3 separate regions of the Mus musculus genome follow, and regions 2 and 3 are each linked to region 1. The links are chromatin contacts, called in public ChIA-PET and Hi-C maps. All regions are on one chromosome and are shown on one strand. Each heading gives the region's core, a stretch centred on a gene start, on an enhancer-like site or on the middle of the called end of the contact. The rest is flanking DNA. Distances are from core to core; before and after follow the strand shown.

Evidence for each region. A called contact is a pair of places that touch in the nucleus more often than the background predicts. ChIA-PET counts read pairs in DNA pulled down with a chosen protein or histone mark.
Region 2: a contact with region 1 is called in a Hi-C map of uterus, with 4 times the contacts expected there. The contact joins two enhancer-like sites. A contact is called at or near these places in 2 of 484 Hi-C or Micro-C datasets (the C2C12 cell line and uterus) and 1 of 9 other capture datasets (embryonic stem cells).
Region 3: an RNA polymerase II ChIA-PET map of effector CD8 T cells shows a contact between it and region 1, with 35 read pairs. The contact joins two enhancer-like sites. A contact is called at or near these places in 2 of 484 Hi-C or Micro-C datasets (epidermal suprabasal cells and erythroblasts), 10 of 115 datasets of contacts at active chromatin or transcription factors (CD8 T cells, DN3 thymocytes, effector CD8 T cells and 6 more) and 1 of 9 other capture datasets (embryonic stem cells).

The regions. Positions count from the first base shown.
Region 1 is chr1:88,585,763-88,589,843 of GRCm38.p6, forward strand. No RefSeq gene overlaps it. Among named protein-coding and RNA genes, the nearest start is that of Gm41912, 18 kb to the left of the region's middle. Within about 2 kb of position 1,834, at least 134 of the 459 cell types and tissues checked have an H3K27ac peak or open chromatin away from gene starts, as enhancers often do. A contact at or near this core is called in CD8 T cells, effector CD8 T cells, memory CD8 T cells and 2 more, where this site is marked.
Region 2 is chr1:88,344,124-88,348,204 of GRCm38.p6, forward strand. It overlaps Trpm8 (transient receptor potential cation channel, subfamily M, member 8), which reads left to right. Exons shown (of 27, transcript NM_134252.4): 13 at 3,921-4,081. Among named protein-coding and RNA genes, the nearest start is that of Gm51639, 14 kb to the left of the region's middle. Within about 2 kb of position 1,683, at least 22 of the 459 cell types and tissues checked have an H3K27ac peak or open chromatin away from gene starts, as enhancers often do. A contact at or near this core is called in uterus, where this site is marked.
Region 3 is chr1:88,448,679-88,452,759 of GRCm38.p6, forward strand. All of the region lies in intron 1 of Gm29538 (predicted gene 29538), which reads right to left. Among named protein-coding and RNA genes, the nearest start is that of Gm28888, 9.5 kb to the right of the region's middle. Within about 2 kb of position 2,248, at least 17 of the 459 cell types and tissues checked have an H3K27ac peak or open chromatin away from gene starts, as enhancers often do. A contact at or near this core is called in CD8 T cells, effector CD8 T cells, memory CD8 T cells and 1 more, where this site is marked.

The sequences.
Region 1 (4,081 bases), core at 584-3,083:
GGGAGGAAAGGGTTTATTCAGCTTACACTTTCCATACTGCTGTTTATCACCAAAGGAAGTCAGGACTGAAACTCAAGCAGGTCAGGAAGCAGGAGCTGATGCAGAGGCCATGGAGGGATGTTACTTACTGGCTTGCTTCCCCTGGCTTGCTCAGCCTGATTTCTTATAGAACCCAAGACTACTAGCCCAGGGATGGCACCACCCACAAGGGGCCCTCCCCACTTGATCACTGAGAAAATGCCTTACAGCTGGGTCTCATGGAGGCATTTCCTCAAGGGAGGCTCCTTTCTCTGTGATAACTCCAACTGGTCTCAAGTTGACACAAAACCAGCCAGTACAACCTAGCTTTTACAGTCCCAAGAGTCATGACAGGAAGATAGAGGTGTCAGAAATGGCTGCCCCAGGATCCCTAAACCCTTCCTGTCACATGACTTTCTCCTTGACATCTTCTTTCCAACATGGAGAGTAGCTCTGGGGAGTGTTTATCAGCCATGGCGGAGGCAGAGGATGTTAGGAGAAACTTGAAGTAGAGCCCAGGCTTTGTCAGAACTCTGACTAGCCTGCTAGTTGATTTCAGGAAAGCAACAGAATCTCCAGTCTCAGTAAAAATCCCCTTTATCACATGACAGTAACTAAGAAGATAGAGAAAATGACCTTTGAAAGGGACTTCTCAAAGCTGAAGGCTCACTCTCGTTTTATTTCTGACTGGCTATTGAATCATGCAACCAAACAGGACATTGCAAACTTGACCCTCAAAATCAGTTTCAAGGTACTCCCTTCCTGACAGTTCTGTTAGCAAGATTAGACTCTTTTTTCTTTTTTTTTTAAATTAGATATCTTCTTTATATACATTTCAAATGCTATCCCGAAAGTTCCTTATACCCTCCCCCTGCCCTGCTTCCCTACCCACCCACTCCCGCTTCTTGGCCCTGGCATTCCCCTGTACTGGGGCATATAAAGTAGCAAGATTAGACTCTTGCTCCTAGCATTTGGGGACCAATGTCGAGGATACACTGTGGCATGGTAGGTGGTTCTGATGGCGAGAAGGGCAGAACAGGGACTCTCTGAGCAGGGCTTGCACCGTGTCACAAGCAGGCAGCTATGGTGACGTCCTCAGGAGCCAGCAGACACTATCTACCTTGCTTGTTGCAATCCCAGAACAGGAATCTCACTCATCTTTGGCTATAATGAGACCTTCCTGCTCATTTCCAAACCCAGTTTATCTGCTGGGCTGGGTGCCAGGTATCAACCTAGCAAGCACCAGGAAGCAGGCTCAGCAGCACACTAAAGCTGCTGTCTCTTCTAAGTGAGGAGGGAACTGGCGGTGAGCAGAGCTGGATCTGGCTAATGTAGGCTGAGGTGGAAGGCAGACGTGCCTAGTGAGCTTGCTCTTCCCTCTACTACGGGGCACCCCTCTTGAAAGAGGCAGTGTATGTTTTCCCATCTCTGACTCTGACCTGGAACATGAGACTTTAAGGAGACTGACCACATGTACATCCGTGAGTGGGGCCCTGTGCTTGGTGGCTCAGAGGAGACCCTGTGTGCACATCTGTAAGCTCAGCCCCTGATCTCCTTAGCAAAGAAAGGGTTCTTCCCAAACTCAGACTTCTGAAAATGAGAGAGAAAGAGAGAAATGGGGGGAGGGGCGCTCTAACTTCTAGAGATAGGTCTCAGGGTGTTACTTGGGGTCACAAAAACATAGCTCGATGCAGAGGAGAGCTGACTTCCCTTTTTGAAAATGGAGGAAACCACAGACCAGAGCTAGCACAGACAGCAGCCACATCTGTCTGGATTCTGTGGAAAGATTAGTCAACCCAGGATGACGGAGGCAGCTCAGGCTTGCTCAGACCCATGAGGAAATCTCTGTGTTGCAAACCCAAACACGGAGTGTCAGAACCCCCATGCACACACGGCAGCACTGAAAGCAGAAAGGGCTGAAGTCATGAGGTTTATGGAGTCACAAGAAGGAAGGGGCTGTGTCATCAGTTAAAGATAAGCACAAAGCTGTCACGGTAAGGAAGGGGTGAATCTCAGGCGTGTGCCATCTTTCATTTAATCGGTTCGTTCATCTAATGACAAGGAAAACAGAAGTCACAATATAACCAGATAACATGACACTGAGTCAACTTGCATAGGTTCTGGCCACTAGCTTGCAAATGAAACATTAATTGGTGATGAGATCTAGTTAGCCCTGGGTCAGGGGCTGCGGCTCCATTGGCAGAGTGCTTGCCTAGCATGTGTGAGGACCTGGGTTTTATTCCCAGCTGTCTTAGTCAGGGTTTCTATTCCTGCATAAAACATCATGACCAAGAAGCAAGTTGGGGAGGAAAGGGTTTATTCAGCTTACACTTCCATGTTGTTTTCATCACCAAAGGAAGTCAGGACTGGAACTCAAGCAGGCCAGGAGGCAGGAGCTGATGCAGAGGCCATCGAGGGATGTTACTTACTGGCTTGCTCAACTTGCTTTCTTATAGACCTACAGTGGGCCCTCCCACCCTTGATCACTAAGAAAATGCCTTACAGCTGAATCTCATGGAGGCACTGCCTCAAGGGAGGCTCTTTTCTCTGTGATAACTCCAGATGGTGTCAAGTTGACACTCAAAACCAGCCAGTAGACCAGCACTGCATAAACCAAGGCTTGATGGTGTACTTGTGTAACCCCATTGATAGGGATAGAGGCAGTAGACTGTGAAGTTCAAGGTCATCCTGGGCTGCAAGTTTGAGGTCAGCCTGGGATTCTCGACATTCTATTTCAAAAAACAAAACAAAGAAGAAGAAGGAAAAAAAATAAAACTAAGGAATTTTCATAGGAATAGTCCCTGGAATGAGGGGAAAAGTTGGGGTGCTGCCAGGCTTGGTGGAATCAGCCTTCTGCCTTTGCCTCTGGCTGCCTAGCATTTATTCTTGTCCTGGATCTGTTGTCTGTGGGTCTTCCCACCCTCTATCACAGACCCTTTCTTTCCAAAATCCAGACAAAATGATACTGTGACTTTCCTCATAGAGGGTTCTAGCTGCAGATGTTAAACATGGTCTTCCTGCCAGCATTGCATGTGATCATGAGACTTCATCTAGAGAAGGATATGTCAGCACTGGGCATGTGTGGAGATTCACTAAGGATTCGATAGATGAAATGTCACCCTGCTTCCTGCTCTGAGAAGCTGCTGAGGATGTGTGTGTGTGACAGAGAGACAGAGAGGCAGAAGGGACAGAGAGAGAGAGAGAGAGAGAGGGAGAGAGAGAGTCAGAGTCTCCAGCTCAGATGTGCTAGGAAGATGCTCATGGGGTGTGTCAGGTCAGCTGCAGTCCAGTTACTGTTGAAAAAGTTTGGAGGGTGCATTCCTAGAGAAGTGGAGTCAGCAGGCCCTCCAGGGAGGTGACATTATTCACGGGTGTCTTGCATATCCACTCAGGATTGTCTTTGCTTCCTCTCCTTTAGCAGTGGGAGGGGGGAAACAGAGAGAGAGAGAGCGAGAGAGAGAGTGAGAGCACCCCAAGCTCGCCCTCTGGTCAGTGTGTCACCCACAGCTCAGTGCTTAGATGTCTGTAGGAACCCTGCCTCTGGCTGGGGCTTGTAATCTGCAGACCAAGTGACACAGCTTCCTGATTCAGTTTCATCTTCCATAGCCTAGAAAAAAAAGCTTTCCTTTTTTTCTCTTCTCTTCTCTTCTCTTCTCTTCTCTTCTCTTCTCTTCTCCCCTCCTCCTCCTCCTCCTCCTCCTCCTCCTCCTCCTCCTCCTCCTCCTCCTCCTCCTCCTCCTCCTCCTCCTTCTTCTTCTTCTTCTTCTTCTTCTTCTCTTTTTAAAGGAGAAGAAAGCAGAGAGCCAGGAAGTAGCAAAGCAGGAACATCATTGGAATTGACCCTAGAGACACTTCCCTGGGGCTTCTGGGAAAATCTGCAGCACTCACACAAGTGTCAGAACAAGGGAGGTCTTGAAGGAAAGGCCTGGGGTTCAAACATGGCTGCTACATAGAAGGCAGATATCTTAGTTTCCTTTTGTGGTGCTATGATAAAATGTCCTGACAGCTTTAAGGAAGAGTTTATTTCAGTTCACAGTTACAGGTTGTGGACTACCATCCTGAG
Region 2 (4,081 bases), core at 433-2,932, 240 kb before region 1:
AGGGTAAGAAAACACTCTCAGACACATCACTGTATCATCAGGACTTGATTTACATTAACGTGATCAATTTTAATGACGGCAGTAGAAATAGTAATGGTTCATGAATTTTTGAGTTATTCATCCCTTTAGCAAACATTGTGTGGTGTTTGGTCTTTGCACTATAATGAAGCCTATTATACAGCACACAACTTTAGTTAATGGAGGGAAAGTAGAAGTATAACTGCATTAATTAATTGATTCATAAATGAATCCCTGTGAGAAGACTATTCTATTTAAATAAGGTCAGATGGTAAATAAACAAACATAGACACTTGTGAACATTATACATTTAATTTTATTACCTCGGATGAAGGTGGTTAGGGGGAAGGACAAGGAGGTTAAGAGTTTGATTGCTGGAGTAGCTATCTGTGTGTCAATGGGCAAGGTCCTCAACTATGCTCTGTTAAGTTAATTGTACAGTACCATACTGGAGCCAACTCATACTGGCTTGCAAAAGCTAGTTGCTAAGTTTTCAGAAATGCATGGGGTTGGTTGTTGAATATAGTCATTATTAAAAATTGAAGCATACAACATTATAATTTGAAGAAATTGTGTGAAAATCAAAAGTAAGACATAATCAAGGCTAATGTCTTGGAGGATGGTGGAGAAAGCTTAGTGGGCTAGGGCATTTACTCTGCAAGCATGAAGCCATGAGTTCAAATCACTGGCAGTCACATAAAATTCTGCATCTGGCTGTGTGTGTGTGTGTGTGTGTGTGTGTGTGTGTGTGTGTAATGCCCGCACCGAGGGATGGAGACTGGTAGATCCTAAGAGCTCACTGGCTACAGAAGCTGGCCAAAGAGACCAGCTTCATGTTTAGTTAGGGGTCCAGCCTCAGGGCAATAAAGAGTCCAGTGAGAGAGAAAGAGATGTGATGTCCTTACTCTGGCCTTTTCATGAGCACTATCAGGGGCACACATCTGCACGCATGCGCGCGCGCACACACACACACACACACCTACACACACACCTGCACATACACATCTGCATATATACACCTGCACACATGCACACATGCACACCTGCACATGCACACCTGCGCCCCACACATACAATGCCTCCCCACCAACTCACCAACTCATGACTTTCTACTTATTTTAGAAATTGTGTTTGTGGGGTGGGTTTACTTCTGCTGCTGCTGCCTGCTGTTAGGACCTTCACTAATAAAGGACCCTGCTGTCTAGTGTGAGCCCACTAGTCTAAGATCCTGTCTAGTAGTGGGAGCCTCTAGAACTATTTCTGGTTCTGCATTCAGAGGTATCACAGTAGTAGCCGAAAACTCACCACGGCAGGAGTATGTGCACCATAGGACTCAGCAGAGACTGTGTCAGGGTGCGTGTTCCTCTAGAATAGAGAGCTATTGCTAAAGATTTGTCCGGCTTGCCTGAAAACACAGAGACTAGCTGTAACACCTTTCACATTGTGTTGTTACACTGATTGAATTAGATGGTGTTTCTAAACGACTTAGAACACTGGCTCTTACTAAGATCTATACTATTATCCACTTAAAAGTAAATTTTAAAATGACCTCATGCAGTGTTTCACAATGCACATAGTGATTTCCTAGCTACTCACATCAACCTACAGCAGAGATGATCTCATTTTGTTGACAAGTGAGTCAGAGCACCAGATGTTACTGGATGGGGGCTCCTGGTGGTGTCTGGGGGAGGTGCTGCTCTGAGCTTGAATCTCTGAAAGAGCATGACCTGGGTTGTCTCATTTGTTTTCACCGAGCAGAACAAAACAAACTGAGGCTCAGAGACAGAAATCTTGTTCTGACTCATTGAACTAAAGACTGGTAGAATCGAGGTTTGAAAACAAATGAGTGTGTGTGTGTGTGTGTGTGTGTGTGTGTGTGTGTGTGTGTGTGTGTGTGTGTGTGTGTGTGTGTCTGTGCATGTGTGCACGTGTGTGCAAAGCTTTTCTTTTCCTGTATACAAGTGGCTTTCAGGGTGGTCCCAGGACCAGTGACAATGTAACCCAGTAACTCGCTAGTGGTATAAACTGCTATGTTCCATTTCAAGCTTGCTGAGTTAGAAAGCAAGGTTGATTGCCAGTAGTCTGACGTAGCAAGTCCCCGTGTTTGAGAGCTGCTGCCTCACACTGTCTAGTGTGGTGCCAATGGGGAAGCACACACACATGGAACGAAATGCAAGATAGTAGGTGTAATGGACATATGCTTTGAGGACAGTGGAGAAAATGGAGCTATCATTCTCACCAGATGAACCTCTTACCTGCTGATCCCAGAGAGATCTACAGAGTCGGGGATCCCTGGAGAGGACAGGAACTCCACAGAAATACCAACAGAGTCACCTAACCTGGACCCTTGGGGCTCTCAGACTCTCAACCACCAGTCAAAGAACATACATGGGCTGGACCTTGGCCTCCCTGATCATATGTAGCAGATGTGCAGCTTGACCTTCATGTCGGTCCTGAACAACTGGAGCTGGGGATATCCCAAAAGCTGTTGCCTGTACTTGGGATATGTTTTACTAGCTGGGCTGTCTTGTTTGGCCTCAATGGGAGAGGAAGCACTTAGCCCTGCAGAGATTTGAAATGCTGGGGGTGGGGGAAGGATACCCAGGGAGGCCCACCCACTCAGATGAGTAGGGTAGGTGATGGGGGAAGGATTATGAGAGGGTGTGCCTGGGAGGGGGCCAGTGAGCAGGGTATAAAGTGAATAAGTAAAAAAAAATTAAATTATAAAAATTAAATTAAAAAATAAAAACAGAGTGGAGGACCCAAAGATCCCTTAACAATTTCTCCTAGGCAAGATGTGAATGTAAGTAAACAGTATTAGGCCAATATAAAAGCATCGAAGCTGCCATTGCAGTGAGGGCCAGACAAGGAATGGAGAGAGTGAAGTAGGCTGCTAGTGGTGAGGAGTCATGGATTCAGTGGGCGCCAGGGGGCCCGGGTTCCTGGGAATACATGCCACAGGCTTCTAAGGGAGGTTTCCCTGTTGTCAGACCTTGCGCCTTCCACTTTTAATGCTCAAAATAAAATCTTGATGATCCCTTGAATCTGTGAGTGTTGGCAATGAAACTAACTTATAATAAATATCATGGAAGCCATATAATACACCGGAGAGTCGATACAGAGCAAACCTACTGGATTGTGGCTAAAAGAGAGCATTGATCTTTCTTTAGACTCTTAGGAAAACTAGACAATGGCTTCTGCCTGTAATCTCAGCCTTTGGGAGGCAGATACAGGAGGAGTGCCATGAATCCAAAGCCAGCATGGGTCATGTGGTGAGTTTCAGGCCAGACTGGGATACCAAGTTAAGACCCTATCTAAAAATAAATAAGAATCAAAGGATTCTTGGGAAAGCTCAGTAGGACCATTTTACCAGACACTCAGGACACACTGACACAGGTAGCCAGCACCTAGTGTTCCAGTGATTTGCTGCTGTGACACCCCAGATCTTTGCTAGACAGTATGTGGCTTGATGGGTTTCATTTTGGCAACTGTCTGAGAACTCTGCCACTGTAGAGAAGGTGAGATTTTTACCTAGGAAGGGCAGCAGAGCCCATGGTGTGGACAGGCAGCACTGACAGCTGGTTCACAGTGTCTACTGTAGACTCCCACTGGTGGCTTCTCCTCCCTGATGCCCTTTCTGCCAAAGTTGGTTCCTGACCCATGTCATGCTTAAGTGGGCGTGCTGTCACCATATAAGTACCTTCGTATTCAAAGTGCGTTCCCACATTCAAAGGCTCCACTCTGCTGCTTTCCCGTCTAGATGCTGAAAATATGAATTCTATTGTCAAAGCAGGATGGAGAGAGACGCTGAAGATGCTAGGATGTTGTGGCTGGAATGCAGAGACTTAGTGTTTTCTTCGTTGGCCTTGTGGTATGAGCTCTCCTCTCTTCTGTCTCTTTAGTCTGCCGACCTTCAGGAGGTCATGTTCACGGCTCTCATAAAGGACAGACCCAAGTTTGTCCGCCTCTTTCTGGAGAATGGCCTGAATCTGCAGAAGTTTCTCACCAATGAAGTCCTCACAGAGCTCTTCTCCACCCACTTCAGCACCCTAGTGTACCGGAA
Region 3 (4,081 bases), core at 998-3,497, 140 kb before region 1:
TGTCCATTTTCTAACAAATGACATAATTGTGTTCTTCTATAGTGACAGAATAGAATTCCATGGTTCACATAAAACACATTTTCTTTACCCATTTATCCACTGAGAAATGCTGTAATAGGCTGCAATAACTTGGCTGTTGTAAATGGTACTGTGTCTGTGAATACATTAGTATTTATTTTATTATTCTTTCCATTTTCACTATGTTCGATCATCTTCACATAAATAAGAGGTCTTAGGAATGAGTAAGGTTCCGTGTTCTCAGTCCAAACATCTGAAAGAAGCCATGACACAGCAAAAGAACTTTTGAAGTAAAATTAGACAACATTCACTCAATGCCTATTTGTAAATGTATTATCTGTGTGCTTACTATTAGATGTAAACATGCAGACTGTGTCTCCTTTTTTGAAGATTTATGTATGAGTGGTGTATGTGTGTGTGTGTGTGTGCACGCGTGTGTGTGCTCATGAGTGAGCATACACACCTACAGAGGACAGAAAAATGAATCAGATCCCCCTGGAGGTGGAGTTAAAGACACTTGCAAGCCACCTGACATGGTACTGGGAACTGAATGAGTCTTCTGTAAGATAAGTGCACATTCTAACCATTGAGCCATCTTTTCGGCCCTGTTTCCTCCTCCTCCCCTCACCCCCCAACTTCTCATCCTCCTCCATGTGTATAGGAATTTGCCTGCATGGATGTCTACGCACCATATGTATGCAGTGCCCAGATAGGCCAGTAAAGGGCAAAAGATTCCCCTGGAACTGGAATTATAAATTGTAGCTGTCACATAGGGGCTGGAAATCAAACCTTGGTATTCTGGAAGAACAATCAGTGTTCTTAACCATTGAGCCATCTCTCCAGCCCCAGGTTTCTTTTGATCAGGAGAAAGAGAGAGGTAAGAGAGAGAGAGAGAGAGACACATACAGAGAGAGAGAGAGAGAGAGAGAGTGCGTGTACGTGTGTGTGTGTACGTGTGCACGTGTGTGTGCATATGTGTGTGTGCATGTGTGTGTGTGTGTGCGTGTGTATGTGTGTATTAGTGTATTCTGTGATTCTTTCCATGTGGTTTAGATGCTCTGCCGTTTCCCTATGTCACTAGCATTCTGGCTACACCTCTCTCTTTTTAATTTCATTTTTAATAGTTTGCCTTATTGTGTTTGTGCCCACTGATTTCTTCTGCATGGCTGGGTGCTGTCCATCTCATCCAGTGGTCTACATTTTTTATCTTCATCTCTGGGTGTCCTACTTGGACCAGTGCCATTGCTACACTTCCCACTTTATTGTGATCATGGTTCCTGTAAGGACTTGAATGTGTGGTGACCGTTTATGATAATCACCCTTTCCTGCTAGTTCAGTCCTCTCTATCATGTGAGCAGTTTGTCTACCACCCCTTTGGGTGGGGAGTCTTATTGGACATGGGATACTGTAGCCATGAGTCTCAAGAATGTTATACTTTTTGGGATTCTTTGAATTTTGTTTTCTCACTGAAGTCACATGGATTCTAGTCAATAGTTTTGAGGCTCGTGTTCAAGGTTTTCTAGGGCTGGCCCAGGATTCTTTTGAATCTAGGAAAATGCCTAGACAACCACTCCCCTGATTCCATCAAACCAATTATTTTCTGAGGATGTAATCTATTGTTTCATTATCAAAAGCCCTTTCTGTGATGGAGAGAAGAGCCCTACGTGAGTTTAGAGAGTTGTTCTAGATTCCACCTTCTGGAGAGTCTTTTCTGGACTCAGTTACCTCTCACACACTCAGATCAACACAAATCAAAACATTTGGAGGTTTCTCTCTGGCTTTCACTAGAACCATTCCTCTTTGTAGCTCTCCCCTTTCTGTATTTTGCCATGCTGGCCTTTCTGAATGCTGGGCTCTTTAACCTTACAGTATAGCATGGAAACCACTTCCAGACTTTAAACCGGGGTGATGCTGAGAGTCCTTCTGTCTGTCCATCTGTCCGTCTCTAGGTGATTCTCTTCTTGGGCTGGCCTCTTTCTAGGAAGCACTGTCTCTTACTCTCAACATCTACTTATTGAAAGCATGCACAGTGCTGAGACTCCACTGTGGCCAGCCCCAGAGATGCACATCTATTTGACTTGGAAAGAATAGAAACTTGTCACAAAGTCATCATTTACAATTGAGAATTCAATGGTACGGGAAGAAGCAACTGAAACAGAAACAACCTTAGGGCTTCCGGTTCTAACTTTAACCCACTGCAGAGGATGTGTAAAGTTCTCCTGCGGTAATTACATTAACAAACCTTTAGTCTTTCACAGTTTTGGCCGCCACATTTTATGCACAGCAGTGAGTTGTCAGGCTCTGTGAACTTGGTTACAATTTCTGCTTCAGAAGGAATGGCTGTCAGGCCTAGATCCCTTTTCTCCTTGGGCTGTGTGAGAATATTTTTAGGCAAATTGGAAGAGAAAATAAGCCCCCTGCCCACACTGTAGTGAGTGGCCAGGTCAACCAAAGATGGAAACGTGCTGACCAGCCAGCAATTTTCCTTCGGAGACTGTATAATGAACAGTTAGAATTACTCAGTTACACAGTGACAGAAAAATAATTGCGAGCTTGAAGTACCCTGAATACCTGGAATTGAATTTTGCAATAAATCTTTAAAATAGTCACTCATGTTTGATTTCTTTATATGGTGTATAATGGCTTCTCCACTGAAATACAGGCGCCTTTGATTTTCCATCTTTCTATGATGCCTCTTTTAAAAATGACAATCTTGTCTTGTGGTACCCACAGGTTGGCACCGTGGGCTGACTTTGCACCCAGCAGCATCACAGCTTGGGACAGCCCTCCATGCTGCCAGCTGTTCTCTGCGGTCCTTGCTGCACACCACCATGCTCCTGGGAAGCCTGGCCAGCTCTTCTGGTGGCCCTTCTGACCTCTTTCACCCTTTTATTTTGGTTGTACGATGTAAGAACCATTGAGCGCTACACATTCATGTCATCTGTTTATACTTAAAAGAATAGTAGTGTACACTCAACTACTTTATGACAGATTTTATTTATGTAAAACCAGGCATCATAACATCTTAGGGCTTTAGGGGGCTATAGGCATTGTGTGTGTGTGTGTGTGTGTGTGTGTGTGTGTGTGTGTGTGTGGTGTTTGTGTGGGTGTGTGCATACATAGTATGTTCATGTAGATATCAATATAGGATGTCTTCCTGAGTTGCTTCTCCACCAATATTTTTTGAGATGGGGCCTCACACTGAACCTGGAGCTCAGGGATTTGGCAAGGCCAGCGGACTTGTAAGCTCCGACAGATGCTGCCGTCTCTGTCTCTACAGAGGGGGTGGTAGGCATGTGTCTACTGCACAGCAGGCTCTTTATTTACTTTTTAACTTTTTTATTGATTCTTTGTGACTTTCACATCGTGAACCCCGAGTCCCATTCATCTATCTCCCTGTCTCTGTATCTGCCTGCCCTTGGCCCTTGAAACCTCCTTCTCCCCAGCCCTCAAGAAAACAAAAAAGTAAAAACAGAAACAGAGAAAGAAAGAAAGAAAGAAAGAAAGAAAGAAAGAAAGAAAGAAAGAAAGAAAGAAAGAAAGGAAGGAAGGAAGGAAGGAAGGAAGGAAGGAAGGAAGGAAGGAAGGAAGGAAGGAAAGAAGGAAGATCTCGCCCTGCAAGCTGCAGTGTGTCATGGTGTATCACACTGTTGTGCCCTTTTGACTAAGCATCTTTACTTGCCAGTGTTTATGGAATGAGTCATTGGTCTGGTTCGAGGCACTATTGGTACTGGAGCCTCTCTGGGGTTCCTCTCAGTTATCAGCTTTGGATCTGTAGGACCGGCCTCTTTATGAGCTCCAGCAGTTCATACATGGGGTAGGCGTTGTGGTGTCAACTCCAAGCCCTGGACCTGGGCCTGGACGCTAGCTGAGTTGGTCAGCCCACCCGCTAACCTGAATTCACACCACAGGGACAAGCTCTCCAGCTCTGCTCCAGTAGCCCATCCAAAGTGCCACAACCAGAAAGAGGCAGGGTCAGCTCTGCACAGCCCTTGGGTCCCAGGCAGCAGCCCATACAGGGGACGTCTGCATGGCCTTTGGTGATAACATGGACATTGACACA